Linked DNA regions of Sus scrofa: regions 2, 3 and 4 are each linked to region 1. Evidence: chromatin contacts called from public HiChIP or PLAC-seq data. All regions are on one chromosome and are shown on one strand. The core of a region is the stretch at or near the end of the contact, and the rest is flanking DNA. Distances in the headings are between cores, read along the strand shown. Region 1 has its middle 25 kb from the start of MCM6. Region 2 overlaps THSD7B (thrombospondin type-1 domain-containing protein 7B). Region 3 overlaps THSD7B (thrombospondin type-1 domain-containing protein 7B). Region 4 holds the start of LOC110257066 (a long non-coding RNA gene).

The links. HiChIP or PLAC-seq counts read pairs in DNA pulled down with a chosen protein or histone mark.
Region 2: an H3K27ac HiChIP or PLAC-seq map of alveolar macrophages shows a contact between it and region 1. The contact joins two enhancer-like sites. A contact is called at or near these places in 5 of 47 Hi-C or Micro-C datasets (brain, fetal skeletal muscle, mesenteric adipose tissue and 2 more) and 1 of 2 datasets of contacts at active chromatin or transcription factors (alveolar macrophages).
Region 3: an H3K27ac HiChIP or PLAC-seq map of alveolar macrophages shows a contact between it and region 1. The contact joins two enhancer-like sites. A contact is called at or near these places in 15 of 47 Hi-C or Micro-C datasets (blood, brain, embryonic fibroblasts and 9 more) and 2 of 2 datasets of contacts at active chromatin or transcription factors (alveolar macrophages and skeletal muscle).
Region 4: a contact with region 1 is called in an H3K27ac HiChIP or PLAC-seq map of alveolar macrophages. The contact joins two enhancer-like sites. A contact is called at or near these places in 1 of 47 Hi-C or Micro-C datasets (heart right ventricle) and 1 of 2 datasets of contacts at active chromatin or transcription factors (alveolar macrophages).

What each region holds. Positions count from the first base shown.
Region 1 is chr15:15,894,537-15,902,471 of Sscrofa11.1, reverse strand. No RefSeq gene overlaps it. Among named protein-coding and RNA genes, the nearest start is that of MCM6, 25 kb to the left of the region's middle. Within about 2 kb of position 3,396, at least 2 of the 83 cell types and tissues checked have an H3K27ac peak or open chromatin away from gene starts, as enhancers often do. A contact at or near this core is called in alveolar macrophages, where this site is marked.
Region 2 is chr15:15,417,303-15,425,237 of Sscrofa11.1, reverse strand. The region is part of intron 7 of THSD7B (thrombospondin type-1 domain-containing protein 7B); the gene reads left to right. Among named protein-coding and RNA genes, the nearest start is that of THSD7B, 190 kb to the left of the region's middle. Within about 2 kb of position 4,892, at least 3 of the 83 cell types and tissues checked have an H3K27ac peak or open chromatin away from gene starts, as enhancers often do. A contact at or near this core is called in alveolar macrophages, where this site is marked.
Region 3 is chr15:15,436,107-15,444,041 of Sscrofa11.1, reverse strand. The region is part of intron 7 of THSD7B (thrombospondin type-1 domain-containing protein 7B); the gene reads left to right. Among named protein-coding and RNA genes, the nearest start is that of THSD7B, 170 kb to the left of the region's middle. Within about 2 kb of position 2,646, at least 11 of the 83 cell types and tissues checked have an H3K27ac peak or open chromatin away from gene starts, as enhancers often do. A contact at or near this core is called in alveolar macrophages, where this site is marked.
Region 4 is chr15:15,520,325-15,528,259 of Sscrofa11.1, reverse strand. All of the region lies in intron 2 of THSD7B (thrombospondin type-1 domain-containing protein 7B), which reads left to right. LOC110257066 (a long non-coding RNA gene) reads right to left here and starts at 6,843. Exons shown (of 2, transcript XR_002339240.1): 1 at 3,247-6,843. Within about 2 kb of position 3,544, at least 25 of the 83 cell types and tissues checked have an H3K27ac peak or open chromatin away from gene starts, as enhancers often do. A contact at or near this core is called in alveolar macrophages, where this site is marked.

The DNA.
Region 1 (7,935 bases), core at 2,147-4,646:
ATTATCATGCTAAATGAAGTCAGTCAAACAATGAGACACCAACATCAAAAGCTTTCACTGACATGTGGAATCTGAAAAAAGGACAGAATGAACTTCTTTGCAGAACAGATACTGACTCACAGACTCTGAAAAACTTATAGTTGCCAAAGGAGACAGTTCGGGGTGGGGGGAATGTGCTGGGGTTGTGGGATGGAAATTCTAAAAAATTGGATTGTGATGATCATTGTACAACTATAAATGTAATAAATTCATTGAGTAATAACAAAAAAAATCTAAACAAGGCAAAAAAACAATAAAGAAATGAAACTACTTCAAACTAAAAAGTTTTGCACAACAAAGGAAACTCTTAAGCCAGTAAGGCTGCCTACTAATGGGAGAAGATAATTGTAAATGATATATTGATAAGGGATTAATACTTAAAATATACAAAAACTCATACAGCAACAAAAAAACCTGATTAAAAAATGGACAGAGGGGAGTTCCCATTTTAGCTCAGTGGTTAATGAACCCAACTAATATCTGAGAGGATATGGAGGTTTGATCCCTGACCTTGCTTAGTGGGTTAAGGATCTGGCATTGCTGTGAGCTGTGGTCTAGGTTGCAGATGAAGCTTGGACCCCATGTTGCTGTGGTTGTGGTATAGGCTGGCAGCTACAGCTCTGATTCAACCCCTAACTTGGGAACATCCATATGCCGCAGGTACAGTTCTAAAAAGACAAAAAGACCAAAAAAGAAAAGAAAAGAAAAAAGCAGAGGATCTCAACATTTTTCTAAGACCCACAGATGGCCAACAGACACATGAAAAGATGCTCCACATCTCTAATAATCAGGGAAATGCAAATCAAAACCACAATGAGGGGTTCCTGTCATGACACAGTGGAAACGAATCCAACTAGGAACCATGAGGTTGCGGGTTCAATCCCTGGCCTTGCTCAGTGGTTAAGGATCTGGCATTGCCGTGAGCTATGGTATAGGTCGCAGATTCGGCTTGGATCCAGAGTTGCTGTGGCTGTGGTGTAGGCCGGCAGCAATACCTCCGATTAGACCCCTAGCCTGGGAACCTCCATATGCTGCAGGTGCAGCCCTATAAAGACAAAAGACCAAAAAAAAAAAAACAAAAAAACCCAAAAACCAAAAACCCAAAACAAACCACAATGAGACATCATCTCATACCTGTGAGAATGGCTATTATCAAAAAGACAACAAACAACAATGTTGGAGAGGATATGGAGGAGAGGAAACCCTTGTGCACTGTTGGCAGGAATGTAAATTATATAGCCACCATGGAAAGTATAAAGTTTCCTCAAAAAATTAAAAAAAGCAAAGTTCTCTTGCAGTGCAGTGGGTTAATGATCTGGCATTATCACTTTAGTGGCCATAGTGGCTTAGGTTGCTGCAGTGGCATGAGTTCAATTCTTGACCTGGGAATTTCTATGTGCTATAGGCACAGACAAAAAACAAATTGATAAATAAAATTGAACCACCACATGATCCAGCAATTCTACTTTCGGATATTTCCCCAATGAAAACAACACCAGATTGAAGAGATATATACATCACTATGTTCACTGCAGTGTTATTTATAATAGTGATGATATGGAAGCAACCTAAGTGTTCATCAAAAGATGAATAGATGTGATATATATATACACGATGGAAAGCCAGAAAAAGGAATAAAATCTTGCAATTTATGACATGATTGGACCTGGAAGATATTATGCTAAGTTAAGTGAAATAAATGAAACAGAGAAAGACAAATACCATATGATTTCACTTATATGTGAAATCTAAAAAACAAAATGAATGAACAAAAAACAGAAACGGACTCAGACAACTGAGAACAAACTGGTGGTTGTCACAGGAGAGGGGATGGAATGGTGAGTAAAACAGTTGATGGAAATTAAGAGGTAAAAAATTTGTTATACATGTGTTCTTTTAAATTTTTATTTATTTATTTATTGCCTTTGGGGGGGGGGGCTGCACCTGTAGCATATGGAAGTTCCCAGACTAGGGGTCAAATTATTGGAGTAGCTTCCAGCAACACTGGATCCTTAATTCATTGAGAGAGGCCAGAAAGTGAACCCACATGCTCATGGACACTATGTCTGGTTCTTAACCCGGTAAATCACAATGGGAACTACCACCACTGTTTCTTTGCATTTCATCTGGGTTCACTTTTCTTCTTACTCAAGTACCTTCCTTTAATATTTCTTTAAGTTAAGTTATGTCTATTATAAATGCTAAAGTCTTATACTCTTGAATGATACTTTGGCTCAGTATAAAATTCAAGGTTAGCAGAAATTTTCCCTTACCACTTTGAAATATTACACCATTAAGTTTTCTTATTGCCTATGAGCAGTTTGCTGTAGTTTTTTCCTTTAAAGATAATCTGGCCTTTTTCCTTAGAGTTAACATCTAAGTTACCTCTTTATCTTTGATATTCTATTAATTCTTTATGATCTGTTTGACAGTTAATCATCTTGTTGAGTATTCAGTGTGCTTTTTGTCTAGGACTCATGTCTATTTTCAATTTACCATTTTATCCATTTAAAAAAAACCTCCAAAAAGCTGATATTGGGCCTCTAACCATTTTATTATGTCTCGTATTTTTCAACTTTGTCTGTTTTATAGATGAGCTCCTTAATCCTGCCTTCTAATGTACTTAAATATTTTTCAAATATACCTAGTCTAGGCTGTGATGATGGTTGTACAACCATAAATATAATAAAATTAATTGAATTAAAAAACCCAAATATACCTAGTCTAAAATTAACTTCATTTGTTGCATTTTTTATTTTAATGACTTATTTTCTAATTACTTTTTTTTCTAATTTATGTCTATTTTTGTTCATTCATTCTTTGGTGGCAATTATCCATTTATATCTTTAATTTTTTTTTTTTTTTTGTCTTTTTTGAGGACTGCACCTGCGGCATATGGAGGTTCCCAGGCTAGGGGTCTAATTGGAGCTATAGCTACCAGCCTATGCCAGAGCCACAGCAACACCAGATCCTTAACCCACTGAGCGAGGCCAGGAGTTGAACCCACAACCTCATGGTTCCTGGTTGGATTTGTTTCCACTGCACTACAACGGGAACTCCTTCTTTCAGGAAATTTTGTATTATGTTACTCTATAAAATACTTTTGCCTTTCTCCTTTTTTGTTTTTGTCTGTTCTTGACATGTGTTCACATAGAAGGGGTTATCACATGCAAACTCACAGGACCATCTTTAGGAAGAGGACTACTATATGAAAGAAGAAAATATTTAAACAATGAGTAGATGCTATCTCCTAGTCTAGTAGTTTTTGTACTAAATGTTACAATTAGACATTTGCACTGTCTGAGTGTAGCAGGCTCAACAGGAAGTTCTCTTTAACTGTTGTATGGAGAACAAAGGGTTCTGCTACAGTAAAGCCAAATTTGATTCAGGCTTTGTCATGGACCATCTCTTGCATTGCATAACTTCCTGTACTTGAGACTTTTTTTCTTCTTCTCTTTAACTTATTTATAGTAACAACATGTTCTGAAGTAAAATTTTGTTAACTGAAGCTGAAACATGCTTGAGACTTAAAAAAATAAATTTTTATTTTTAAATTTTAGTTTTTAAAATTTATCACTGACATATTAGTTTCAGAGGTACAACATACTAAATATTTTCATAGATTACAAAATGATCACCAAGATGTCTCGTTACTATCTGTCACAATAAAAGGTTATTATATTCCATATGCTACACATTACATCCTCATGACTTATTCACTTTATAAATCAAAGTCTGGAGTTCCCATTGCAGCTCAGCAGTAACGAACCTGACTAGTATCCATGAGGTTGCAGGTTTGATCCTTGGTCCTGCCCAGTGGCTTAAGTATCTGGTGTTGCTGTGTGCTGTGGAGTAGGTCACAGACAAGGCTCGGATTCAGCTTTGCTGTGGCTGTGGCTAGCAGCTGCTACTCTGATTTGACCCCTAGCCTGGGAACTTACATATGTCATAGGTGCAGCCATAAAAAGAAAGATAGAAGGAAAAAAAAGTATGTTTCAGAAGTTCTCTTCTGGTGGAGGGTGTTAAGGGTCTGGTGTTGCTCCAGCTGTGTTGCAGGTTGCAACTGTGGTACAGGTTTGAGCTCAGGAACTTCCATATGTTGTGGGTGCTGGGGAAAAAAAAAAAAGGTGCAGGGGGAAGGGGGTGTCTCATTTCATGAACTGGAAGACTCATTACTATTAAAATAGCAATTGTCCCCAATCAATCAACAGAGTCACTGGTATCCAAATCTAAACCTTAGTAGGCTTTTCTAAAGAAACTGACAAGATGATAAAACAGGGAAAGGATAGTCTTTTCAACAAATGGTCTGGATCTATATGGGGGGTGGGGGAGAACATGGGCCCTTGAAAATACCGTGGACAAAAGTTAACTTGAAATGGATCATAGATCTAAATGTAAGAGTTCAAATTACTAAAATTATGGATGATAACATAAGAAAAAATACTTGTAACACTGGATTAGTCAGATATTTCTGTAAACAACAATAAAATTAAATCTTCTGCTCTTTGAAAGGCAATTAAAAAAAATAAGAAAAGGAAAGCCACAGACGGGAAGAAGCTAGCTGTCAAAATACATCTGACGAAGGCCTCATATTCAGGATGTATAAAGAGCTCTTATAACTAAAGTAGAAGAAAATCAAACTGATAAAACAAACAAGCAAAAGATATGAAGACACTTCACCAAAGAAGGTAAACAAGTGGCGAATATGCACATGAAAAGATGCTCATTGTCATTAATCACTTTGGAAATGCAAATGAAAGCCATAATGAGACACTACTACAGAAGCACAAGATTAGTTTAAATTTAAAAGGACTGACAGTTTGGAGTTCCCTGGTGGCTCATCTGGTTAGGGATCTGGCATTGTCACAGCTGTGGTGTGATTTCACTCTCTGGCCCCAGAACATCCCATGACCTGGGTGTGGCCAAAAAAAAGACTGACATCACTATGGTGATGATGTGGACTAGCTTAAACTCTTATTTACTGTTCATGGAAATGCAGAATGATACAGCGATTTAGAAAACCAATATGGCACTACCTTATAAAGTTATATATACTTGTAATGTTTTTCAGAAGTATCTAAGTATCTACACAAGAGAATTAAAACATGCTGGTACAAAGACCTATAAGCAAATGTTCATAGCACTGTCATTCACTACAGACTAAAAACTGGATGCTGGAGTTCCTGTTGCGGCGCATCGGAAATGAAGCTGACTAGTATCCATGAGGATGTGGGCTCAATCCCTGGCCTCAGTCAGTGTTTCAGGGATCTGGTGCAGCCTTGAGTGATGGTAAAGGCTGACAATTGTAGCTCTGATTTCACTCTCTAGCCTGGGAATATCCATGTACCATGGGTGTGGCCCTAAAAGCAAAAATAAATAAATAAATAAAAACAAAGCTATTTGCACTGCGTCTTTTTTTTTTTTTTTTGTCTTTTCTAGGGCTGCTTCTGCAACATATGGAGGTTCCTGGGCTAGGGGTCTAATAGGAGCTGTAGCTGCCAGCCTACACCAGCCCACAGCAATGCTGAATCTGAGCAACATCTGCGATCTACACCACAACTCATGGCAATGCCGGATCCTTAACCCAGTGAGCGAGGCCAGGGATCTAACCTGCAACCTCGTGGATACTAGTTGGATTTGTTTCTGCTGCACCATGACAGGAACTCCTGTGCTGTCTTCTTTTCAAAAAAAAACCCAAAACACCTGGAGATGGGATTACCATGGTGGAATAGAAGGACTGGAGCTCAATTTCTCTCCTAAAAACAACAAAATTCACAACTAAAGCCTGAGCCATCTTCAACCAAATGAACCGGAAACCTTAAAAAAGATACCCTACTCCACAAGACAAAGAGGAGGCCACATCAAGAGGTAGGAGGGGCGATTATGCGATATAAGAAACCCCATCCTTCCCAGGTGGGAAGCCCCACAGACTGGAAACGAACTGGTTCATAGAAACCTACAGGAGTGAGAGTTCTGAGTGCCACACCAAACTCCCACGTGTGGGGATCTGGCACTGGGAGGAAGAGCCCCTAGAGCATCTGGCATTGAAGGCCAGTGGGGCTTATGTACAGGAGCTCCACGGGACTGGGGGAAACAAAGACCCCATTCTTAAAAGGTGCACACAGACGTCGCCCTGGGTCCTAGGGCAAAGCAAAGTCTCCATAGGAATCTGGGTCAAACATGACTGCAGTTCTTGGAGGACCTCCTGGGAAAACAGGGGTAAATGTGGCTTGTGGTGGGAAAAGGACATTGGAAGCAAAGCTCTTGTGAATATTCAGCAGCAAGCCTTTCTCTGGAGGTGGCCATTTTGGGAAAATATGGCCCCACCCATCAGCACTGAGAAGGCCCAGGCCAAACAACAATCCAAGTGGGATCACAGCCCTGCCCCTCAGAAAACAGACTGCCTAACCCCTTAGGCACACAGCCACCTCTAATCCCACCCAGATACAAAGCCCCACCCAGATACAAAGCCCCACCCACCAGAGGGATAGGAATCAGCTCCACCTACCAGGGGCAGGCATCAGTCCCTCCTATCAGGAAGTCTATGCAAGATGCCATACTAACTTGAGCCACAAGGGGGGCAGACACCAGAACTAAGAGAGGCTACAACTCTATTATCTGTAAAAAACATGACCACACCAAAAACCTACCAAAATGAAAACACAGAGAACTATCAGATGAGGGAGAAAGAAAAAAAAAAAAACCCAGAAAATCAGCTAAGTGATGAGGAGGTTCTCAGCCTCAAGGAAAAAGACTTTAGACTGTTGATGCTGAAGATGATGCAAGACATTGGAAATAAACTGGAGGCAAAGATGTATAACTTACAGGAAACACTAAGCAAAGAGATACAAAACATAAAACTTAAACAAACAAGAAGAGATGCAAAATACAATAACTGAAATATAAAATTCACAAGCAGCAGCTAACAAAGAATACAGGAAGCAGAAGAATGAATAAGCAAGGTGGAGGACAGATTAGTAGAAATTACCAATGTGGAACAGAAAGGAGAAAAAAGATTGAAAACAAATGAAGAGAGTCTCAGAGAACTCTGGGACAACATTAAATGTACCAACATCCTTATTATAGGGGTGCCAGAAGGAGAAGAGAGAGAGAAGGGGACAGAAAAAATATTCCAAGAGATAATAGCCAAAAACTTCCCTAACATGGGAAAGGAACCACTCACTCAAATCCAGGAAGTGCGATGAGTACCATATAAAATAAACCCAATGAGGAATACCCCAAGACACATAGTAATCAAACTGACCAAAAGTAAAGACAAAGAGAAAATCTTGAGAGGAGCTAGGGAAAAGAAACAAATAACATACAAGGAAACCCCGATAAGGTTATCAGCAGATTTTTCAGCAGAAACTCTTGCAAGCCAGAAGGGAGTGGCATGGTATACTTAACTTAATGAAAGGAAAAAACCTCCAACCAAGATGACTTGACCCAGCAAGGCTCTCATTCAGATTTGAAGGAGAAATCAAAACCTTCACAGAGAGAATTCAGCAACACTAAACCAGCCTTACAACACATACTAAAGGAACTTCTCTAGGCAGAAAAGAAAAGATAGCAACAGGAAACAAAAATACCGCAAATGACAAGGCTCACCAGTAAAGACATATATATACTATAAAGATATGAAATCATCATGCACAATTATACCACCAAAATCAGAAACCATGAGAACAAGAGGGTGCAAATGCAGGACCCTGGAGATGAACTTGTAATTAAGAGAACAACAACTTAAAATAATCTCACATATATATATGGACTCAGATCAAAACTTCAGAATAACTGCAAACCAAAAATCTACATTTGATACACAAACAAATAAGAAAAATCAACTCAAATACAACACTAAAGATACTCATCAAACCAGAAGAGGAGAGAACAAGA
Region 2 (7,935 bases), core at 3,643-6,142, 480 kb after region 1:
GCCCAACTCTCTTCCCCCTCTGCCCAGTTTATTCTCTCCTCATCAGAGCTGATGGAGGGCTAGAGCCAGCTTTTCCAGATGGCAGCCTGGGAGTCCCAACTCCATTTACCGAACAGTCCATTTTTTTCTGCTGACTGGAGAGACGGTCACAACTACTTCTGGACTTTGTATTCTGTCCCGCTGTCTGTCTTTTTATATGCCAACCTCACTGAGAACTGAGGGCAGCAGCCTGGCAAGGCTTGTTCTTCCTCACCCTCACTCTAGATTTCTTTTCTTCTCCTCCTTTCATGCTTCGCAGCCCCTGATATCACCCAAAAACCGGGATCACCTCTTATTGGATGTTGAGCCAATAGACACAACCAAGCCAAAGATTGGGAGAAGGAAGGATTTACTACTTGCCGCATGTAAGGAGAACACTGGGGCTCTTTCCCAAAGCAGTGTCTCCCCAAACAGCAAAATTAGGGAAGTCTTTAAGCTCAGGGTACATGCATATTCATGAAGGGGCTTGAGCAGAGGAGAATGCAACATAGAATGGGAGCAAAGGTCAACTGAGTCTAAGCTTTAGCAGATTGAAGTCACAAGGGTCAACCTCATCCTTCTATCCTCCACCTGGGCGGGGGCTTCGGTCCTGCAGAGCTCAAAGCTATGTGATTATATGTATGCCTTGAGGAAGCAGGACCCTATCCCAAGGCCACATCATTGTTTCTTTTTTTTTTAACTTTTTTTTTTGTTTATTTTTTATTAATTTATTTTATAATGATTTTTATTTTTTCCATTGTAGCTGGTTTACAGTGTTCTGTCACTTTTCTACTGTATAGCAAGGTGACCCAGTCACATTATCATGCTCATATTATCATGCTCTGTCATAAGTGACTAGATACACATCATTATTTCTTAATTGCTCCTTCCTTGTTTCTGCATTCCCTCCCTTAAGACCATTAATTATTGGAGTTCCCTTGTGGTGCAGTGGGTGAAGGATCCAGTGTTGTCACTGCAGTGGCCTGGATCATAGCTGTGGTGTGCGTTTGACCCCTAGCCCAGGAATTTCCACATACTGTGGGTGTGGCAAAAAATTAAAAAAAAATAGCTTAGGCTAAGATGGGTTCTCTTATATCAAGAAAGCAATGCCTGGTTCTTTCTCTGGGGACTCCCTACCCTGCTGCTTACACTGATATGAATAATATTCTTCACAGTGATGAAGAATGACCTGCCATTATCCCCATTTTATGAATTAAGAAAATGAGGAACAGAGAGGTTGAAGTGGCTCACTCAAGGCCATGTAGGTTCCTTCATGGTGTATGGATGAACAGTAGGGATCCTGAGACAGACAGCTAGCTGCCATGTTACCTTTGTTCTTTTTCAAAATATTGTGATGGTGGTGTAGACTAGTAACTATAGTTTATTGATTATCTACTAGGCACTGTGTTGCGTGCTTTGAGTTCTTGGGCTTGAAGCAGGACGTTTAACTTCCTCTCCATGATAACCCTCTAAGTAGATAAGATCATCAGATTTGTCCACGTGGGAATCTGAGGCTCGAGGGGTTATCTGAGCTGCTAATGGCAACAGGACTCTGAGTTGCTCCAAAGAGCATGCTCTTTACAATGATGCCTTATGGATCCTCCATTTTCACAGTCGTGATCAGATATTCTTTCTTTCTTTTTTTATAATGATTTTGATTTTTTCTATTATAGTTGTTTTACAGTGTTCTGTCAATTTTCTACTGTACAGCAAAGTGACCCAGCCACACATATATATACATACACTCTTTCTCTCACACCATCCTCTACCATGCTCCATCTCAAATGATTAGATATAGTTCCCAGTGCTATGCAGCAGAATCTTATTGCCTACAAACATTCGGTCTTATTCCTTTGCTCTCACCTTGTCAGCCACTGGACCTCAAGCCATTTCCAGAGGTGGAGGGGCAGGGGTGCACAGGCGTGTCATACTCCGTTTTTTCCCTTTCTCCTTAAGTCCTAAGATGGTCCTACTCTACTCCCACTTCCAGACACTTTTTTGCTTTCTGAGGTTATGAAATTCTCTCCAACAACATGTAAACACTCAATACAGGGTCTTTGTCTTCTAAGGCATCCCATAAGTGTGCTGATGTTGAGAAAGCTGATTGGGAGGCCAGCTTTAGGTAAAAGAAAGAAAACAAATGGAGTACCTTAAAACCCAAACAGGGAAACTCAGACTTGATGGGATGGACAGTGGGAAGCCTCAGAAAATCCTTAGAGTTCCATGGTGGTCTAGCAAGTTAAGGATCCAACATTGTCACTGCCGTAGTGCAGGCTTGATCCCTGGCCAGGGAACTTCCACATGCCATGGGCACAGCCAAAAAAAAGAAAGATCCTTGAGTGGAGAAGACCCAAAAACAGTGTTTAAGGAAAAATGCGCTCTGTGTAATCCCTGCAAAGAAAGCAAAGAGCCAGGACAGCTAAACCCAGGTAACCTTGTTTGTAAAGGCTTTGATCTCCAGGCACTTCACTTGGTCCAAACTTGGAGTCATCTGATTGACCCAATAACCCCCTATTTTTCACCATGGATTAAGATTCCTTAGAGTCTAGGAGGATTGGGAAAGGCTTCCTCTTTTAGATCAGTCTCTTTATTGGGAGCTTGAGGCTGACTGCAGAACCCATGCCTGGAGTACCTTTCAGCATCTGGCTACTGCCCTAGCTCTCTCTCATTCTCTTTCCTGCTTTCTATGCTGCGCCTCCACTCAGGCTGCACACTTTCAGTTCCTTATGAGCTAGGTTCCATTTTGCCCCTGGGCCATTTCCTGGAACAGTTTTTGCCCCTTCTTGTCCAATTCTTCTTCTTCCCTAAGGCGTGACTGAGCTGCCACTTCCTTAAGGAAGCCTCCCTTGTCCCTCTAAGGCAGGTTGGGCACCAGTACTGTGGCTCCCCGCACCATCCTGCCATCTCCTGGTCATTTCTGCTGGCTCTGTGATGGTTTGATAGCCTGCTTGTTCCCTGGACTCTGAGCTCCTAATGGGAAAGGGCCGTTTCTCTGCGGTTCTCCAGGCCTGGCACACAGCAGCTGTCCAGAAAGTGCTGGCACATCATGGATAACGAAGGAACAGTGCCATGGGCCAACTGTCCCCATCTGTTGCACCAACTGACTGGCTGGTGGCTCTTGGCTTCTTGAATCTCCTTGTTATCCCAACAGGAAAACCTTTGCTCCCAACCCAGGGGCAGAGGAACGCTTTCCTTCCCAAGAACGTTCTTTCTGGATCCCTCACCTCCTGCTCTTCCAGGTACTGGCTCTTTCCAAGAGCCCCGTCACCCAACCCTGCCAGCAGTGCCCCTCACAGACTTTTTTCTTCAGACCAGTAAGTCAATACTTTAGTTGGCCATGTCACTTCCTAAAGCTACCATGTCACTCTGACAAAGACTCTCTGACCAAACTTATGTTAGGCTCCTCTGAGCCCTCCCCTTGTCTAATCCTTGACCCTGGGCTCTGTCTTGACCTGCTCAGTCCAGTCTTAGCAAGAATCCCACTGAATCAGTTTAGCAAAAAAAAAAAAAAAAAAAAAAAAAAATCTCCCTAACCTTGGTGTGTGATCACCCTGGATATGGGACCATATTCCTCACCCCCACCTTTGGTACCTTATCACTCTGGCCTGCCTCCAGCAAGAATCCTGTTAGTTTATCCAGAATACCCCTACCTCTGATCTTTCTTTGTGGAACCTCCCATCCACTTACACCCCCCCACCCCACTCTTTTGTTTGAAATCTTCCCTGGTTCATTGTGTTTGGTGTTGAGCCTGATCTCTCTCCCCTGCTGCAAAACACCCAGTGTGGTGGTCCCTCTTGAACATAGTTTTCATCACTGTCTTTAACAAGTGTCATGAATCGTCCGTAATAGCGTTGCTCCTGCCCCAGCCCTGGATACACCTGTGCTGAACCTAAGACCAATTCTCCAGCATTCCCCACAGCCCTCCCTACCCACCCTCCACCTCTTAGTAGCACTTCAGGCTTTATTCTCTCTCTCGGCTAATTACTCCCTTCCTTTAACTTCTATGAGCTCTCAGCACTGGGTTTTCCTCCCCTTCTATTTTCTCCCCAAGCCGGTACTTGTCCACCCCCTTCTTAAACAGAGATTTTTCCAAGTTAATGCTTTAACCCTTTGCTCCTCTCTGAGTGCCCTGCCTCTCCAGCAAGTAGCCCTCAAGGCCTCAAAATGGATATGGTCTCAGGATGATCGAAATGTCTTAGAAGATGCTCTCAGTTTAGCAGGTGTTAGTTGGCATCAGCATAGCCTGTGCTTCCAAGATCAGAATTCTTTGTCCTTTGGGGTGGTGGGCTGGACCTCAGGGGTCTCTCAGGGGGCATCTGAATGAATGGAAGGGTCTGCCGATGTGCCCCCAGTCCTGCTATTGAAACTGGAGGGAAGGGGGCTGAGCACAACCTTTAAAAGAAGGACACAGCCATTGAAGATGCAATAAAAACTGGTTAGAACCTATTAGGCCCAAGACGGCCAGAACGTTTGACTTCCAGTGGACCTTGAGCCTTGTTATACATTCATTGTAATACATTAGTGGCTAAATGACAGGCCCACAGGCATCATGACAGATCTGAGGCTGACCGTAAAAAGCCAAAAAGTGGGCAGTGGCCCAATTCCTGGAAATCCCCACCCTTTCCCTGAAATAGTTGGAATAATCCTCCCACTTATTAACCTATGAAATTACCCAGCCCATAAAAACTCACCACTCCCATATTTTGAGGCCTCTCACCTTCTGAGAGGCCCACACTATTTCTCTCAATAAATCTAATTCTTACCTCTTACTTTGCCTCTTACTGAATTTCCTCTGCACTGAAACATAAAGCACCTGAACTTCAGTTAAGTCTTGAGACAGGGCGTGTGATTGCTTCATGTCCCAATCTGAGTCATGCGGTTTCGCTATGAGCACAGCTACCACTGGCCCCACTCCCTGGACATCCGGGGACAGCCAGTTGTGGGGACCACCACTGCCCATTGAGGACAAGGGTCCAGGAAGCAGTGGGAGGAGTTAGTGTTCCAGATACTCGGAGACCAGGGTATGTCGTCCAAGGTGTGGGTTAGTCAGGGTGTCTCGGTGGGCACCACTCCTGGTGGCTTCACTAATGCACTGATTAATTTTTTTTTCTTTTCTGGCCGAGCCTGCAGCATGTGAAAGTTGCTGGGCCAGGGATAGAACCTGAGCCATAGCAGCCACCCAAGCCTCTGTAGTGACAACACTGGACCCTTAACCTGCTGCACCACAAGGCAACACCTACACTGATTCATTATTTTTGCAGCCTCTATACCTTTAAGTGGCATCCAATCCAGCTGATTGGTCTAATTATTCATGTACATTTTGCAAATGTACATGTCATCATTATTTGAAATACCTGGCAGAAAAAGTTGTTAGAATTTGAAATCTGTTTATATTGTCACAAAAATGTCAATGTTACTTTTTCATCAGTAGGGAAAAGAGTTATTAGATGATTCCAATATAGTTTCAAGGTAGATTTTTGAATGATTGTAAAAGCGATTTAAAAATTTGTATTACCTCCTTGTGTGAACAAAGTTTCTTACTGACGGAGATCACCAAGAACATGAAAAATTGCCATTCAAGTGTTGTTCCCAAGTTACATGTAACCATTTCGAAATTGGGTCCCCCTGAGAGAATGGAGGGAAGTTATCAAGAGTATGTCCATGGACACAAATTCAAGGATAGCACTTAAAAAACATTTTAGTTGGAAATTTTATATAAATTCAATATTTAATACCTTTCTGCAGCTTTATTTTTCTTATATTGACATAAGTAAAATATAATGACTTTTTCCCCAGTAAACTGGGGAATTTTCTTGAGCTCACCCCAGGGTGTGATTCAAACACTAATCATTTTCTCTATGTGCTAGAACAGAAAAAATGTTGGGTATCTTTAAAAACAAATTGATTGAGGTATAATTTACATACTATGCAGTTCACCATCTTAAGTGTACAAGTTAGTGATTTTGAGCAAAATTTATCAAGTTATGCAACCATCACCATGCATTTTTAGAACATGTACCTCATTGCAATGAGAAGGGAAGTTAGTTTTGAAGGACAGTAAGAAGGGAGCAGAAGATATTCCTGGGGAGGGCAGACCTTTGGGTCCTGAGCATCCAGAGGGCAAGTATAAAGGTGCTGAATTCCTGACAGAAGTGCCCAAAAGGGACAGGAAGGTGAGGAGAAGCCTTCTGCTCAGTTCTGATGCCCGCTCCTCCAGGAAGATGTTTCTAGCTCGCTGGCAGCCCGCTGTGTCCTCTCCTGGGCTCCAGTGCCCACTCTCGTGATACAATTACAGGTAGATTTTTGGCTCATGGCTCTGCTGTTTCTACTAGGCTGTGAGTCTCCCCTTTATGTCCCCAGAACTTAGCTCCTTCTCTGGCACACAGCAGGGCCTCAGTAAGCAGTTTGCAAAATGGATAAATGGTTGTCAGCCCTTGTACTCTACTCCAAGGTCATCAGAGCTGACCAGAGGAACATGGGGCCATTCCCCAGCAAATCACAGTGACAGGAGAAGAATCCAACTGTCTCCATGTGTGGGACCACCGTCTGTCCAGGCACGGTGGAGCCCTGTGTTCTTGGCTGGCTCTGCTTCTAATGCTTTGTCCGTCTGTGCTGCCACTGCACTTTTTTAGCTATCTCACTGCCTCTGAAATGAGCGTGGGGGATCATATGTTGTTTGGGGAGCCCTCCAATTGTAAACCCCCACGATTGTGATGGTGCATCTTTTACCCAGTGTCTAGTGCAGCTGCCTGCATTCTAAGGGACAATTTCCAGGGAGCAAGGGAGCCAACTGTAAGGGCTCTAGCTCCTGGCTCTACCTGGGAACTTGGCCTCATAGCCTTTGCCCAGACCACTGCAGCCATCCCCAGACACCGGTGGAGGTGGCAGGTGGACTGGCAAGGTGGCTTCTTTGGGTGCAGGAAAAATGAAGAGGTGGAAAGCAAGCACATGCAGCTGTTTTGTGTGTACTCAACAGCTGCCCAGACTTGCAACCCCCTTTTTAAAAACAGAGTTACTTGACTAGTAATAGAGCTCCATTATGCTTTATCACTAGACTCTCAACTTGGCTCCATTTTTCCCCTTTGGTGTTCTCCTGATCACTAACCCATTTATCCACTCTTACACACCCACACTTAAAGATGGCATAAAATATAGCCGGAGCACCATGGGAAAGCTTTCTGGTGATGTCTTGGGCTGGCAGATTGCTTGTGGCAGTGACAGAGAAGACTTCCCCCACTATCTGTGTCTCCCAGGTGCCTCAAGGAGGTTTCTGGAGCTGGCTTCTGAGTGCCCAGTGGAAGAGATTTTAGGCTTCAGTGCTGAGCCCTTGGTGTTGGGGCAGAGAAGCCAGCTCAAGGGGAGTCCCTACCCACCCCCCCATACATTGCCCCAAACTCCCTGGGCATCACAGAAACATCTGGGCACCCAGGACACATCAGACCCAACTCTGCTTTTCCTGTCTCATCACGTTGTTTAATTAACATAACAAATCTCCACAGCTGGTGGCTGCCCTCTGTTTCCCATCCCCCCTCCTCCTCCCTTCTGTACACTAATTAGTGAAAAGCAGGGAGCAGATCTTCAAGCATCGATTTGCTTTTGTAGTCATGATCATCCTGGGAACAACCCAACCCTCTCCAAACAGATTGACAGCCCCCACCCTGAGTGTGAACCACACATTTCCTTCCTCACAGAGTTTTGGCTTTGCAAGGCCAGGATGGAGAACTGGATTATGGAAGAGCATAATACCATGTTTGTCTCCTCTGGTTCTAAAAGACAAAAGAGATTTTTAGGAGGGAAGGGGAGAGAACACCTCCAGGGGATGTGACTCATTTAAAGGTGTTGGCTCGTCTTCTTTGCAGAAGAAGGTTGGCCCCCTCTCAGCAAAGGTGGAAACCTAGTTTAGCCAAATGTCAAGTG
Region 3 (7,935 bases), core at 1,397-3,896, 460 kb after region 1:
AGCTTTTTTCTTGAGGGCCCCTTGTGTGGGTTTTTAGCTATGTGACCTTCAAGAGGTCACCTCTTCTTTCTGGGACCAAATACTTCAGCTATTTTGCAAGCAGAACTGGCCCCAGGGCCATGAAGGTGGGGGCATGTGTCAGATGGCTCTGCTCTGTGGTTCTGGATGTGACAGACAAAGCCATTCGTTAGCAGGCTGGGTTGGAGGTGGGATGCTTAGACCCGTGCATCTGTGAAGGGCAGGGAGGGGGTTCTGAAGCTCATCAGAAGTTTGTTTGGAAAGGAGTGTGTCTTCTGAGAGGAAATGTGGAGGGGATGCGGTGTGGCAGCAAGAAGCAGAGGCGCTGATGAAACTCCGAGGTCGTATTTCTCCAGCTGCCAACTTGGGTCCAGATTTGCAAGTGAGGGTGCATTTGCACCTGTCATGAATGACCTCACTTGACTTTGGGATAAGCTGCTGAGGCAGCCACAGCAACTGGGGCCTGGAAAGCAGCCCTGCTGTTTATATAGGGACCCACTGTCCAAAGATTGCCCATCTTCATTTATAAATCACACATTTATTAAACACTCTATTCCAGGTGCAGGGAGAAGGGTTGTGGAGACTCAAGAGTGAACAAATAGGTACAAGTCTTGCTCTCAAAGACCTTTCAGTCCAGTAGGGAATAAAGACAATTAGTAAGTAATGCTCACATATATGCATCATTGAGATTTTGGCCATGAAGCAAACATTAAATGGTATAAGGCTGTAAAATAGAACAAAATCCAATTTAGATTGGGGATTTGGCAGGAACAAAATGAAAGTTCAGTGAGTTCATATGAGAGACTTGAACTGAAGTGGAGATAATTTTTGTTTTTAAACACAAAGCCCCGTTTCATGGACAGGTATGACCCATGGGAAAGCAGTTGGCCGGCTTCCTGATACTATTGTCCAAATACACACAGTCTGTGCCTCCCTCTGCTTCATTCTCCACCCTCCTCAGTCACTCCCTGCTCACACCCTCATTCTGCTACATACAACCTTCTCAGCTCTCCTGCTCCCCCAGCTCCCTGGCCCTCTAGATGTTTCTCAGGGCGTTCAGAATGCTCTTTCCCCCTTGACTCCCCCTTAGCGACACAGCACCCTGTCCCCTTACTGCTGTGTGGCCTCCACATGTGTTTATTTATTTGTGTGTGCAGTGCATTTGCACAAACGCCAGTGTAGCACCTGCCCTGTAGCCATCTCGATGGGCCATGGAGTCAGCTGGCCCTGTCTGCATGAGCCATCAGGGATCTAAGCCTCCAAACTGCTCATCCTGAGTAAGTTTAAGCTGGCATACACAGAAGTTAAAGGGCCCCCCTGGTCACTGGATGGGAATCTAGGACTTGGATCGTGTCTTATTATTCAGTCTTTGGCATTTATCAGGATGCCTGTTCTAAAGTCAGAATCCAATACGTCTTTTCTTGTAAACGGTTTGTTCTTCCAGTTGGACCGAACATGTGCTCTCCCACGTCCTTTCCTTTACATGCTTCAGGCAGTGGATGTAGCACATGGTCCCCTGGGCCCTTCTGGGTGACCTGATGACCCTATTTGTCAAACGGGTGTCATATTTCAAATGAATATTTATTGAATATTGTATGTCAAGAACTTTGCAAAGCTTTGGGGACAGAAAGCTAGTCAGAGAGATCTGGTCCCTCCGGAGGAGGGGAACGCACAGTGGTAGAACTTGGTAAAGGAGCAGTTACAAGACAGCAAAAACATCGACCATAAAGAGATGGGCAGCACATGGGAACACAGAACAAACCAACTGATGATGTTGCCTGGGAGAATTGGAAAATTCATCAGTTCCTTCTCGCCTCACCTCAGCTTTGTATTATGAGATGCCAGGGTGACAATGCAGTGAAAATACGTTGAAAAAGAGAAAGGATTATGTGTGAGCACATTATCCAACAGATGCTATTGTGACTTGGGTGGCTTCAGAGAGAGCTCAGAGAGGAAAATGCTAGATGAGAAAAGAAGAGGGACAGTCATCCATTCTGATCGACCAGTAAACAGAGAAAGTTCAGGTCTATGGCCATCAACCATTAGGGCTGCAGTCACCCAGCTTGTAATGAATTGATATTTTTTATCACAGAAATGCCAAACCTGTTCATACCCTTAAGGCAGCTGAAAGCTCTCTGTGACCCAGGGTGTTAGTCACCATTATCTTCCCTTTAGAAGAAGGTGGCTGGGAAGACCAGTGATAGAAAAGCAGGTAGGATATTGGTGGGGATTGGACCTTTGGGGTGGCAAACCGAGGACCATCATGTCAAAGCTACCAGCATGATTTGGCTGGTAAGAGAGTTCTCTCCCCTTTCCCCTGCTGGAGTCATGGAGATTTGAATACTGTGTTGTTTTGAAATAAGTGGTTTGCAAACATGAACAGCTGTCCGAATGAAAGCACAATGTTCAGAGAATTATCCCTCCGTTAGGGTACACAATAGCTTGGGTCAAAGGACATCGCCCAAAGCAAAATAATTATGTAGGGCGAGAGACTGACATCATCCCAAGAGGCATTCTTAAGAAAACAAAAAAACAAAAAACTCTTAGTATTAATTTGTGTGATGCACTTGACACTCAGTTCTGTCCAAACTCAGGAGGGACGCCAACCTAGAGCCAAGGGAGAAGGAAAAGTGACCACAGGGCTCCCTCTGGTGGTAAGGCTGACCCACTACAATTCATGGCTGAAGTCCGTGCCCCAGTGGGAAGGAAATCTTAGGTTTTTTTGTCCCAGATGTAGAGGGAAATCTTCTATAGAGAGAATGTTACATGAATCTTTTTTCTGGGTTGTGCAGCAATAAAACAGGCAAGTACAATGGAATCTCCCATAAATGGCTCATTATTGGAGTGAAAATGATGCAGGAACAGCCCCTCTGTAAATCACTGTGACAGATACTAACTAAATCAGAACTAGGGGCACTTTGCCTTACACAACTGTCTCTTCTTCCTTCTTTGCTTCTTCCACTTTGCCGACACGAACCAGCAAGGGGTACGCTTTCTCACTTTCTTTGAAGTTGAATCATTGTTACATTGCTGAGGAAACAGCAGTAAATTGTGGTACCCCCAGACCATGATGGGCTCTTGTCTTTGTGGCTCTGTGAGCCTGTGGGAAGTACAGATGCACAGAGAAAGGCTGGAATGGAGAGAATTTAAGTGATCTGTTGTCCTCTCACCCCAGGAGGGATGCCTTTGATACTGATCAATACACTGATGTCACATGGCAGCTGGCCTAAGTCCCTTGAGCGACAAAGGGCCTGGGATCTCTGGGCTCATGACTGGAGTCATCCTCAGCACAGTTTCACAGTGATGCTGCATGATACCTTTGTTGCAGCTCCTTCAACTTAAGAAGAGATCATATGAAAAACAGCACCTCAGTGCTACTGGGTTTGATGTGTCTTTGGCGACAACTGATTGAGACACCTTAAAGCCAGCTGGAGATGACCGTGTTGGCAGCTCAACAGGATAAATTTTCTCAGTCTGTTCCCTGATGTCCTTGGTTAGCTGTACCATCCTTTCAGGCTGATCATCTGTATGTCATGACACAACACCAAAGCCGGGTCAGAAAGCATTGTAGCTGGCAATCCCTGCTTTGCAAATAACTAGGGCAGACCTGCAATCCCTGCAGCAGAAGTTTGCCACGACAGTTACTGGGGTGCCAGGGCTCATGGCTGAGGCTTGGTTTAGTGGCAGGAGGTTTTGCCTACCTATGCTTTAGCGACTAGACTCTTTCTCCTAGTGAGTCCCTCAAAATCATTCTTTGGGGTGACCAGAATGCACTGTGGCTGATGTTGGATTTACCCTTCCCAGCTTTGTGGCCACCCCCTTGCTTCTCTGAGCAGCCCTAGGTGAGGTGGGGAGGAGGACGGGGAAGGAGGGGATGGAACTATTGCCGATGCTGGGGTCTCTGCAGCAGACACCTGTCCGGGCAGACCCTGGGCCCCAGAGGACTCTGTGTCTGGCTCTACCTCTCTTAGAGCACACTGGGTATGTCTCCTCACATCCAGATGTTGACCTCCAGTTGGGAGGATGCCCCAAAGGGAATCAATTAAATCAGCATTTCTTTACTCTTTTCTTTTTCTCCCTCCCTCCCTCCTTTCCTTTTCTTCCTCCCTCCCTTCCTTTCTTCCCTCCTTCCCTCCTATCCAAATACTTAAAACATTTGAGTAATTTGCACCATTATATAGTTTTAACTAAAACATGCAAATCCAATGTCAGTAGTTATCACATGATTGTAAAGCCATTTTGATAGCCCATTAAATTTGAAATGTTTAATATTTTAATGTTCAGACAGCTCCTTCCCAATATATACTGCACATTACTACATCAGAACACTTGATTCTGACTTAAAGAGCTCCCAGAATCATCAAAGGAAACATAAGAAAGTGACCTGCCAGGAACTAGCTGGTCCTTAAGGGAATTTCTCCACTGTGCTTTTGAAGAGGATTCTATCACCATCCGAGTTTCTTTCCCTGGAAAGGCTCAGGAAAGTCACTCACTGTGAAAGTTCCTTGATGAATGCCTGTGGCTGCGTGGGGCACTTGGGCAACATAGTTGAGTAAGCTGGCCTGTGCCCTAATCTGTTGCAGATGTTTGATTATCTCCAGGCATCAGACCATCAGGTCAAGTTGCTCACTAGCTCCAGATAACAACTGCTCCCTTTGAGTCCCCCCGTGCAGATCCCGCTGTAGGTATATTATGCATGTTGACAGCTCTGAATGCCGCTGTCCAGCTGGGTCCACACCCAGAGCAAGTCATGGAACTTATTTATAAGATACTGGAAACTCTGGGACTTGATCAGCAAGAAAGGATGCTCTTCACATGTCAAAATGTCAAGTTGACGGGCATCCACAGTTGCTCTTCTAGGCTTGTGAGAGGCCAGGCCCAGACTAGGAGTCCAGGAATGATCCCATGGGTGAGCCCATACCTTTGCATCTAAGAAAGTCCAGGGTTTCAGCTCTGAGGGGCATAGCATAGCTTGGTTACTTACTTAGCTGGGTGGCTTACCAGGTGATTGTTCATTGATTCATTCAGCAAATAATTATTGAACACCTACTACCTGTCATTCAGTGGGGGTAGGAATGTGACCAATAGTTTACATTTATTTTCTCAGTTTTGTGGTTTTAAATGTTTACCAATCACATGGAAGAACTTGAGGGCAAGCAGCAGTCTTTTGCCTGGTCGTGACTCCTCCCCAGCCCCTCTTGTAATCTATTTAGGATTTAATTCTTCTGGCAGTGATCTCCTTATACTAGGCTCTATCTCAATTTCTGGAATTATGAAGGTTAGATCATATTTTTTAATTCCCACTGTGAAAAATAAGGATTTAGCTCCCTTCTCCCATGCCTACCTGCTCTCATCTCTCATCTTCCTCTCACCTCTCAATATTTGATAATTATTATTATCAGATTATTAAGAACATAGCAATTCTTCTTCTTCTTCTTTTTTTTTTTTGTTATTTTTAGGGCCACACCCGTGGCATATGGAGGTTCTCAGGCCAGGGGTTGAATCAGAGCTGTAGCCGTGGCCTATACCACAGCCACAGCAATGCAGTATCTGAGCCTCATCTGCAACCTGTACCACAGCTCATGGCAATGCCGGATCCTTAACCCACTGAGCAAGGCCAGGAATCAAATTCGCATCCTCATGGATGCTAGTTGGGTTTGCTAACCACTGAGCCACAAAGGAAACTTCAACAATTCTTATTATTATGTTTCCTTCTCTCAAGTTAAGGGAGAAGGGTCTTTAAGATTACCACCCCCCACCTGCGACAGAAAATGTGGAACTCTCTGCCAGAGAAGGAGACTGGCACATGTTTTGTCCTTTAGGTACCATGTTTCTCTGGGTGTCCTTTGTGTGACTGTGGCTTGTGGTAACTCTCTGAGGTCCTGGGTTCAAAATTTCTGGCTCTGACTTGACTTTTCTTTTGTCAGTTGATGACTGATTTAGACTTCTCACCTGCGGGTCTGCACACTGCCTGAAGTCTTTGCCAATAATAGGGGACCACAGCTTCCCCTGTCTTGCATCTCATCCACTGAAAACATTTCCCCCCCCTTTTCTTCATAATGTTAGGTAGGTTGTGCTGGGTCTTTGGGGGCGAGGAACATGGACGTCTCCCTGACTCCAAGAACTCAAGCTCACCACCTCTTCACCAAACACAAGGGTTTCCTCTCAACCTCCTCACACCCTCATCCTTACTAAGTCATATTCTCTACTTCCTCAACCCTTGACTCTTCTCCCAGTCAAAGGATGGCCAAGGCATTCCTCTCTCTGGTGCCGGTTTGATCAGCAGCTAGTTGTGGGTGCCATGATGCTGTGAAGAATGAGATTTCTGCAGGGGAGCTGATAGCTGACTCCCTGGCATCTATTTGAACATGGATAAGTCTAAGACACAGAGCATTATCTTTCCTGGGCCAGGGAATGATCTAGGAAATGACAAGTGACTCTGAACACTGACTTGTAAAAAGAAGCATGCCGGGGGGGGGGGCGGATCTGGGGAAGATAACTTTCCCATCCGAGGTGGGATTGAGGTTCTCTCTAGATCTTCTGGTCTTGTTTTTCTGGATCTGATTTTTGTTGCAGCCTCCTGGTAGCCAGGATGCATGTAAAGTGAACTTTGGGGCTGGAAGGAGAGACAGATGGTGAGACACTGGGTCCTTGACAACATCACTGAGCCACTGAATCAACCAGCCCTGAAGTCCACCCCTACTCAGGCCCTCTGGACTTCCTGTTATGTGAGGTCATATGTTTCCATATTGTTGCAGCCAGTTTGAATCAAGGTGTCTGAGGTCAAACTAGTGGCTGTGATCTTGGAAGCCATTTCCGGAATCAGTGTGAAAGGGAGCTGGGATCAGTCAGCTCTGTCCGGCAGCTGGAGGTGTGGACCTTTGCCAGCCTGTGTCCCTTAGCCTCTCCCTAGCATCTTGTACAGGCTGCTCTGTTGCATTTATTTTGCTTTCACTACTTTCTGGAATTATGCTTTTAACATGCACATGGTAATTATTGCTTGAAATGAGTCCCCTGCTTTTTTGTTTTGTTTTGTTTTGTCTTTTCTAGGGCCGCATCCATGGCGCATGGAGGTTCCCAGGCTAGGCGTCTAATTGGAGCTATAGCTGCCGGCCTACGCCAGAGCCATAGCAATGCCAGATCCGAGCCTTGTCTGCAATCTACACCACAGCTCATGGCAACGCCAGATCCTTAACCCACTGAGCAAGGCCAGGGATCGAACCCACAACCTCATGGTTCCTAGTGGAATTCGTTAACCACTGAGCCACAATGGGTTCCCTGCTTTTATGTTCCATTCTTTGCTTTACTTCCTGAACTGCCCAACCCAATCTGTACCTCACTTCTTCAGATCCTTTTGAGTACTGACTGACCACTTGCTTATTCCATTCTTACAACCTTTGTTCACCAATGTAGGGATTGAAGAATGTATATATGTATGTATAACTGAATCAGTTTGCTGTATGGCAGAAGTTAACACAACACAGTAAATCAACTATACTTTCATAAAATAAATTAAAAAAAAATCCACCCAGTAGATTGGATGGGAACACAGAACATTGCAGCCTATTGGAAGCAGTACAGGTGGGTGATGCTGACAAGATCACATGTGAGACCCCTTTGGTGGCTGCCTATGTGACTCCATCAATTTTTAGGGCTGAACTTACTGATCCAAGAGGCTATGCTGGTGACATTGATGTGTGGGCAGCCCTCTGGGTCAAAGAGAATGCTCCTCCCAGAGAGGAAGAGCTGTCCTTTGGTCAAGGGTACACTACTGATGACCCGAAGAAACACAGCTTTGGGGCTCCTCTCCCAACCTTATTTGATGAAGTTTTCTTAATATCTGGAGTCCTCAATGCAATTTCTAGGTCTGTAGACAAGAATGATGAGAAGCTGAGTGGAAACAATGGGGCTGCCATT
Region 4 (7,935 bases), core at 2,295-4,794, 370 kb after region 1:
AGAATAATCATTTTGACAAGGTTGATTTTTTTTTTTTTTACTCCAAGAGCATGGTATATATTTCCATATGTTTCTGTCATCTTTCATCAGCATCTTATGGTTTTCAGAGTACAGGTCTTTTGTCTCTTTAGGTAGGTTTATACCTAGGTATTTTATTCTTTTTGATGAGATGGTAAAAGGGATAGTTTTCTTAATTTTTCTTTCTGATCTTTCATTGTTAGTGTATAGGCAAGCAAGAGATTTATGTGTATTAATTTTGTATCCTTCAACTTTACCAAATTTATTGATGAATGCTAGTTTTCTGATAGCCTATTTAGGATTTTCTATGTAGTATGTCATTTGCAAACAGTCACAGTTTTAATTCTTCTTTTCCAATTTGGATTCCTTTTACTTCTTTTTCTTCTCTCATTGCCATGGCTAGAACTCCCAAAACTATATTGAATAACAGTGGTGAAAGCGGACATTCTTGTCTTGATCTTAGCGGAGATGCTTTCAGTTTTTCACCATTGAGAATGATGTTAGCTGTGTGTTTGTCATATATGGTCTTTATTATGTTGAGGTAGATTCCGTCTATGCCCACATTTTAGAGAGTTTTTATCAAAAATGCGTGTTGAGGAGTTCCTCTTTTGGCTCAGTGGTAATGAACCTGACTAGTATCCATGAGGATGCAGGTTCAATCCCTGGTCCTGCTCAGTGCATTAAAGGATCTGGTGTTTCCATGGGCTGTAGTGTAGCTTGCAGACACAGCTTGGATCCCATGTTGCTGTGGCTGTGGTATAGGCTGGCAGCTGTAGCTCTGATTCAACCCCTAACCTGGGAAATTCCATATGCTGTAGGTGCAGCCCTAAAAAAATAAAATAAAATAAAACAAAAATGAGTGTTGAATTTTGCCAAAAGCTTTTTTTACATCTATTGAGAGGATCATACAGGTTTTATTTTTCAGTTTTTTAGTGTGGTGTATCACACTGGTTGATTTGTGGATATTGAAGAATCCTTGCATCCCTAGGATAAATCCCACTTGGTCATGGTATATGGGTTCAGTATAAAAAGAGGTTTGAACACTAAGACGTTGAACTCTTAATCTGTTGTCTTTTCTCTCCTAGGGGCATTTACTTTTGAATTCATTACTAATTACCACTTGGAGAATGGAAAGCTTTGTTCCAGTTGAAAGCGTTTTAGGATTTTACTGAGCTGATGGAGGCATTACATTTTGGATAGTGACTTCTTTCTAGTCTACCTTCTGCCCCCGTCCCCCCATCAGCAATCCTGGCTGGTGTTAGGGAATGAGGAAGGAATTGGACTATTGGAAACTACAACTCTGTTAATGTCAATTATCTCAGAGGGATTTTATTATCACTGTTGTTTTCTTTAGCCCTGGGCCAGCTGAGAGGCCACTGTTGACCAGGTTGTCCTAGGAGGGACGGAGTCCTCACATATGAAGGCCAAGTGCTAGCTTTTCTTGCTGGCCTGCTAGTTGGCAGCTGGTTGTATCAGCTCTTGGTGCCTTTTCCTCTGAGCCATCTCTTTTTACCCTCTGTACCCTAGAGTAACCAACCCAGAATAATCACTCCAGCCTTCCTACTTTAAGGGGCCTGCCCTTTCTAGTGCAGGAGCCTGAGTTCTAGCCCTTCATTCCCTATCAGAACCCTCTGACCTCTGTCTCATGCTGGTATAGTGGCCTGAGTACAGAATTGGTCTTGAGTCTTGGGTTAGTCACCAGTCTTGGGACCTCAAGTTATCATAGAGTCTCACTTTCCCAGTGGGAATATTCATTCCAGCCTTCCTACCATGAGGTGAAGCTCATATAAAACTATAGGTGTATCTTTCTCAGTTTTTCCTTCAATTAGAATCTCCTGGGGAGCTTTTATTACCCTAATTCTTAGGTCATACCCCAAACCAATAAATCGGACTTTCTAGGGCTAACAGGCATTACTGTTTTTCAAACCTCTTCAGGTAACTCTAAGATGCAACTAAGGTTAAGAACCACTATTTAAGGTCAAAGTATTATGGACATTCAAAATACAAGTGGTTTCTGAACTTCCATCTGAAAGAACATTCTTTCCATTTGAAAGCAGAAAATGTCTGCTAACTAATCTGAAATAGTTCTCAATACAAATTTGATCTGGTATCTCTTTAAGAATTTCCTGGAAATTGTGTATCCATTTATTTCCCCAGGAAGGGACATACCTACAAAATTTGCACATAATTCCATCGTATGTCATCTCCATAGTGACATTATCTGCTACCCTATCCAAAAGTGCACCATTACACCTGTCTACACCCACACACACATCCTGTCCTCTCCCCTACCCCTTACTTTATGTGTTCTCCATAGCCTTTATTACTGTCTTCCTGAACATCCTCAAGTCCCTCACTAGGGCAGAGTTTCTCAAAGTGTGGTTCAGAACCACCTTGACTTAGTCAAAATGCATTACTGGGTTACTTTGCTGCACAGTAGAAATTGACAGAACATTGTAAATCAACTATAATATAAAAAATAAAAATCTTAAAAAAAAGACGCACTGGATGGGACCCAGGAATCTGCATTTTCAGACCCTCCCTGTTGTTCTCTCCCAGACCATCTATTTGCTCCTTTAGACCCTGCCCTGCAGATGGGAATCTTATCTCTCTTAGCAAATCAGTGGTCTTGGGTAGAATCTCTAATATTCCAGAGAAATCCTAGGTATTTTCCAGATTGCCTGACGCATGTGTGGGAATGTGGTTGTCTCAGTTCTGTAATCTAAGGGGCTTGGAGTAAGGTCCTCCATCTAATGGGAAGGTTATCCCCTTCCTTCAACATTCATAGCACTTGAAATTCCACCACTGTCCAGTCATTCATTTTGAGCTCTTCAGCATCTACCACTAGTATGATGAGTAATAAAAGCCAAGAACAGTGGGCATATTGGATCCCAGCTTCCTGCTCCAACTTTTCCCTTGGCTTCCTGTTGCCTACAGGGGGAAGCATATCCCTATTTTTTTGTTACCAAGAGGCTCTTCAAGATCTGGCTCCCCTCTCCAGCCTTCATTCGTGCCCACTGCCCTCACTCCACACTCTAGCAGGACTTAACAGCAAGTAGCTCCTGGAACAGCACATCCCATTTTCTTTCCTGAGTGTCCTCTGGGAGTGCTCTTACACCTCTTTCCACAGTCACTCCTCCCCCCCAAAATCTCAGATGACTCAGAGTGCAAGCCAAGTTCTCATGTGACCTCCCGGGCCCCACAGGCTCTGTCTGTCACCCTCCTTACCTCTCTGCCCTTGTCTTTGGCTGCTCTCTTCTGTCACTTTGCCAGGGCAGCTGTAACAAAGCACTACAAACTGGGTGGCTTAAAACAACAGAAACTTATTTTTTCGTGGTTCTTAGAGCTAGAAGTCCAAAATCAAGGTGTCGGCAGGGCCATGAAGGGGAAGGATCCTTTCTTGCCTCTTTCTAGCTTCTGGTGGTTGTGGCTATTTTTAGCATGTGTTGCCTTGCAGCTGCAGCTCTTTAATCTCTGCCTCTGTCAACACATGGCCCTCTCCCTGTGTGACTCTGTGTTGTCACATGGCCCTCTAATAAGGACAGCAGTCATCTTGGATCAGGCCCCACCCTGTTCCAGTGTGGCTCATCTTAACTAATTACATCAGGAATGACCCTATTACCAAATAAGGTCACATTCTAGGGTATTGGGGGTGAGGACTTCAGAATATTTTCTTTGAGGGGACATAATGCAACCCATAACACCCTCTCCTGCTTCTTCATTCTGCTTCAGTCACACTGGCCTAGAGATGTTAGATTTAGCGAATGAAAATACAGGACTCCCAGCTAGATTTGAATTTCAGATAAACAGCAAATACATTTTTAGTGTCAATATGTTCCAAATGTTACATGAAACAAAATATTTTTAAGCATAACTATGTCCCATTTGGTATTGGGAATGTACTTAGGCTAAAAGATGTATGTATTGTTTATCTGAAATTCAAATTTAACTGGGCATTTCATTTTCAACCTGTATACAACTATGAACACAACTAGCATGCTTCCATCTCAGGGAGCATGCTTTGTCTTGGCTGTTCCCTCTGCTTTGAACTTTTCCTATTCTCTGGGATGCACAATTTCTATCTGCCTTCAGCAAGGCCTTTTTGGGTACCCCTCCCTCAAAAGCACATCTCCTACCTTCCTTTCTTGCTTTCACCGCCCACTCCCCCCCAGCCCTTATCATAATCTAAGAGGCTTTATATCACCTGCTGCTGGTGTTTATTATCTATCACCCCCAGTAGAATTTAAGCTTGATGCTGTTGTTTGCTACTGTCTTCCAGGGCCTAAAGCAGTGCCTGGCACATAGTTCAGTGTACATTTATTAAATGGATAAAGAAAGAAATCCTTTCACTTTCAGGCACTGTAGAGTGGGTGTCTATGGGTTTTGCTTACCTAGGATCTGCTTCCACTTCTGGTATAAATGTCCTCCCTTCACTCTCAGTTTAAGTAGTTTGGGAAAGTCCTGCCCTTAACCCCCAGGTTCAGATCCAAATCAATTTGTTATTTCCATCCACTTGGCCACCGTCTTTGCTTCTGGGATGGGTATAGAACCCAAGTTAGTCTCACCAGAGTCAGGCTCAGAGTTTCTGCTGGAACTGCTAAGACAGAGCGCTCTCTTTCCACTGGGTATTTCTGTCAGTCTAGAGCTGCTGATAGTCATCTCACAACCAACAGGAAGAGCAGGGGGTCAGCTCCTGGCCAAAACCTGTCTGAGCTTTCAGGCCTGACCATAGGCAATTACAAAGGCTTTAGGTCAACTCTAGCTGCTAAAATAGAATACCACAGACTGGGTGGATTGAACAACATACACTTGTTCTCATAGCTCTGCAGGCTGAGAAGTCCAAGATCAAGGTGCTGGCAGATTCTGATCTTGGGCAGGATTGCTTCCTGGCCTGTAGACAGCTGCTGTCTCCCTGTGTGCTCACCTGACCTCCTTGTGTATTTGCATATATGTGCAGAGAGAGGCAGAGCCCTGGAGCCTCGTCCTCTTCTTATAAGGACACTAATCCCATTGTGGGGCCCCACCCTCATGTCCTGGTCTAACTTTCATTAATTCCCAAATATTATCACGTTGGGAGTCAGGGCTTCAGTATAGGAATTTGGTTGGGGGGACACAAACATTTAGTCCATGACACTTTACCTGGCAGACCTCACTGGGGAAAGCTGCCCTCCCCACACCCGGCAATGCATGGTAGACTCTGAAGGAAATTGCAGGCAAGGACTGGGCCCCATGGCCAAATTGTTCTTAGGCATGTCTGCATTCCTGGCCCAGGTATCTGCGTTGGAGGCTTTTTACCTGGGGTATGTGGAGGACTTGGCTGAGATCTAATTATGGGAAGTGGTGGGAACTTGCAGATACTTTCTCCACTCTGACTCAGTACTCAGGATATTTCTCCTCCTGGGTCTCCCCACTCCCCTCACCGCAGATCCATAGAAAGACAGGAGCCTATTGCTAGCTCCCTTAGCAATAAGACAATTCTTCCCACCTGTGCTGATACATCTGTTTCCCACCCTCCACCCATGCTTTTCCATGGAGAAAATGGAATGATGGGGGGCCAGGGCTTTAGCCCCTTCCCTCTACCATAGCCATAAGTAAATAAAGGCTTAATTGTTACTTTCAACTTGCCATGCTGTCTTGATCAGTTACTTTGACACCTGGTGGATCAGCTCAAGCCCTTGATAAATAATCTGCTTGAAATGGAGTCAAAATAGAGGAAAGAGAGCTGAGGGACTGAGAGGGGGCCACTGGGTCGCTGTAACATCATTTGAGCTCCCCTAAATCTAGCTGTGCAGGAAGCCAGTGTGACATTTGTTGGACCTTTTAGTTATTGAGCATAAGCCAATTTGATGTGTTTTTGCATCACTGAGTCCCGAGTCAAGTCCATCCTCTTAGTGACAACCCAGTGGGCCTCAGGAACTCCTACTGCCCCTGGGTTCCTATTCTTCCTTGGACTTGATTTCATCACGGTCCATGTCACCCTCTACTATTCTGTGTCACTTCCTCAGGGGATGTCTGTGCTTAGAAATCAGGGGATTTGACTTCTCTCTTTCTCTTTCTGTCTGTTTTTATTGAAGTATAGTTGATTTACAATGTATATATACACACTTTAAAAAAATACTCTTTCATTACGGTTTATCATAGGACATTGAATATAGTTCTCTGTGTTATATGGTAGGATCTTGTTGCTTATCCCACCCCCCTCTCTTTTTAATCTCCATACCTCATGCATGCCCTTGCACAGAATCAGACAAAAAAAAATCTCTGTAGAATAAAGACTTAATGAAACTGTAGTGGGCTGTTTATAATTACTCGATAATTATAAACAGGATGAAAACTACTCTTAATGTTTAAAAACTATATTAAAAACATTTTTTTTCATCCTCTTAAAAAGCTTGTATTCAGGGATAAAATCTGTATTAGTCATCTTTTGCTGCATAATAAAACACCTCATCTTAGAAAGACAGGCATTTATTTCTCAGAGTTTCTCAGATTTGGAATCAGGTGCCACTTAGCTGGACTCCTCTGGCTCTGGATCTCACAAGGCTTTGATCACAGTGTAGCTGAAGCTTCAGTCACCTCAAGGTTCGTTGGGAAAGGATCCAGCTGCAAGCTCACTCATGGGGCTGTTTGCAGTCCTCATGTCCCCATTAGCTGCTGGCTGGGGAAGTCAATTCCTTGTCACATGGGCCTCTACATAGAGGTGCTCACAGTATGGCAGTTGGCTCCCTGTAGAGCAAATAGAGAGCAAGAGAGCAATCCAAGATTGCACGGTCTTTATATCCTAACCTTGGAAGTGACATCACAACACTTTCTCCATGTTCTATTTGTTGGAAACTAAGATCCACCCTACACTCAAGGGGGTTATTACACGAGGGTTTGAGTATCAGGAGGCGGGAATAATTTGGAGTTATCTTAGAGGTTGCCTTCCAGGGTTCCCCTCTGACCTCCAGTAATTCACATCCTTCGTACATGCAAAATACACTGCTTCACTGCTTCCCTACCAAGGTCCATAAAGCTTCACCTCATTACATCAGTTCAAAGTCTAGAACTGCATCTATATCAAGTTCAGGTGTGGATGAGGCTTCTCAAATGTAATGCCTTAAATATAGATCCCATGGAACTACATAGATAAATTGTTCGGCCCTCATGTACCTAATATACAGTTGTTGGTTGGGAAGATATTTCTGCTTACCAAGGTGGAAAATTGGAGGCACGAAATCTCATTGGTCCATAGAAATTCTGAAAGCCAGCCAAGAAAATGTTGGAAGTTCCTTGATGAGATTCTCAAAGCTGGGGTTATTTCTCCCTCATTTGTGGCTCTACTCTCTGGGCAATTGATACTGCCCTCTGGATCATCTTTTCTTTTTTATGGAATGTAGTACATTTTTGCAGCTGAGCAGCTCTCTTAGCCTGCTTCCTGCCAGTAGAATCTGGGAGTTGAAAACCATCTTATTCTCTTCCAATGGGGAGCTCTGCAGTCCAAGTTGGAAATGTTTCCACAAATATAGGTCTTTTAAGAAACTTGTAGGTCTCCTGTGAACATCTCTGGGTTTCACTCCAATAAGCAGAAGCCATACCTACACATTTTTTTTTGGAGATAAGGCCCTTTTGCTCTTGCTGAGATGGCTGAGGTCCAATACCCTTAACTTCCTAGGGGCCCTATAGTTTGATGGAGAGGATTTGTGAGGTACGTCCTTCATATCTGGTGATAGTATAAGAAATATGTGTTTGGTCCTCATTCCCAGCTCCTGGCCTGAGCTCCTTAGGTCATTGTAATGTTCTAAATGACAATAGCATTAGAAGCATTTTTTGTTACTGTATTTGGCTTTTGTCCCTGGCTCCTGAAACAGCTCCAGAGTGCTAAAGGTCAAAGGAGCATCTTTTGTCACAACACACCTCTTTTAGTCTTGCCTGATT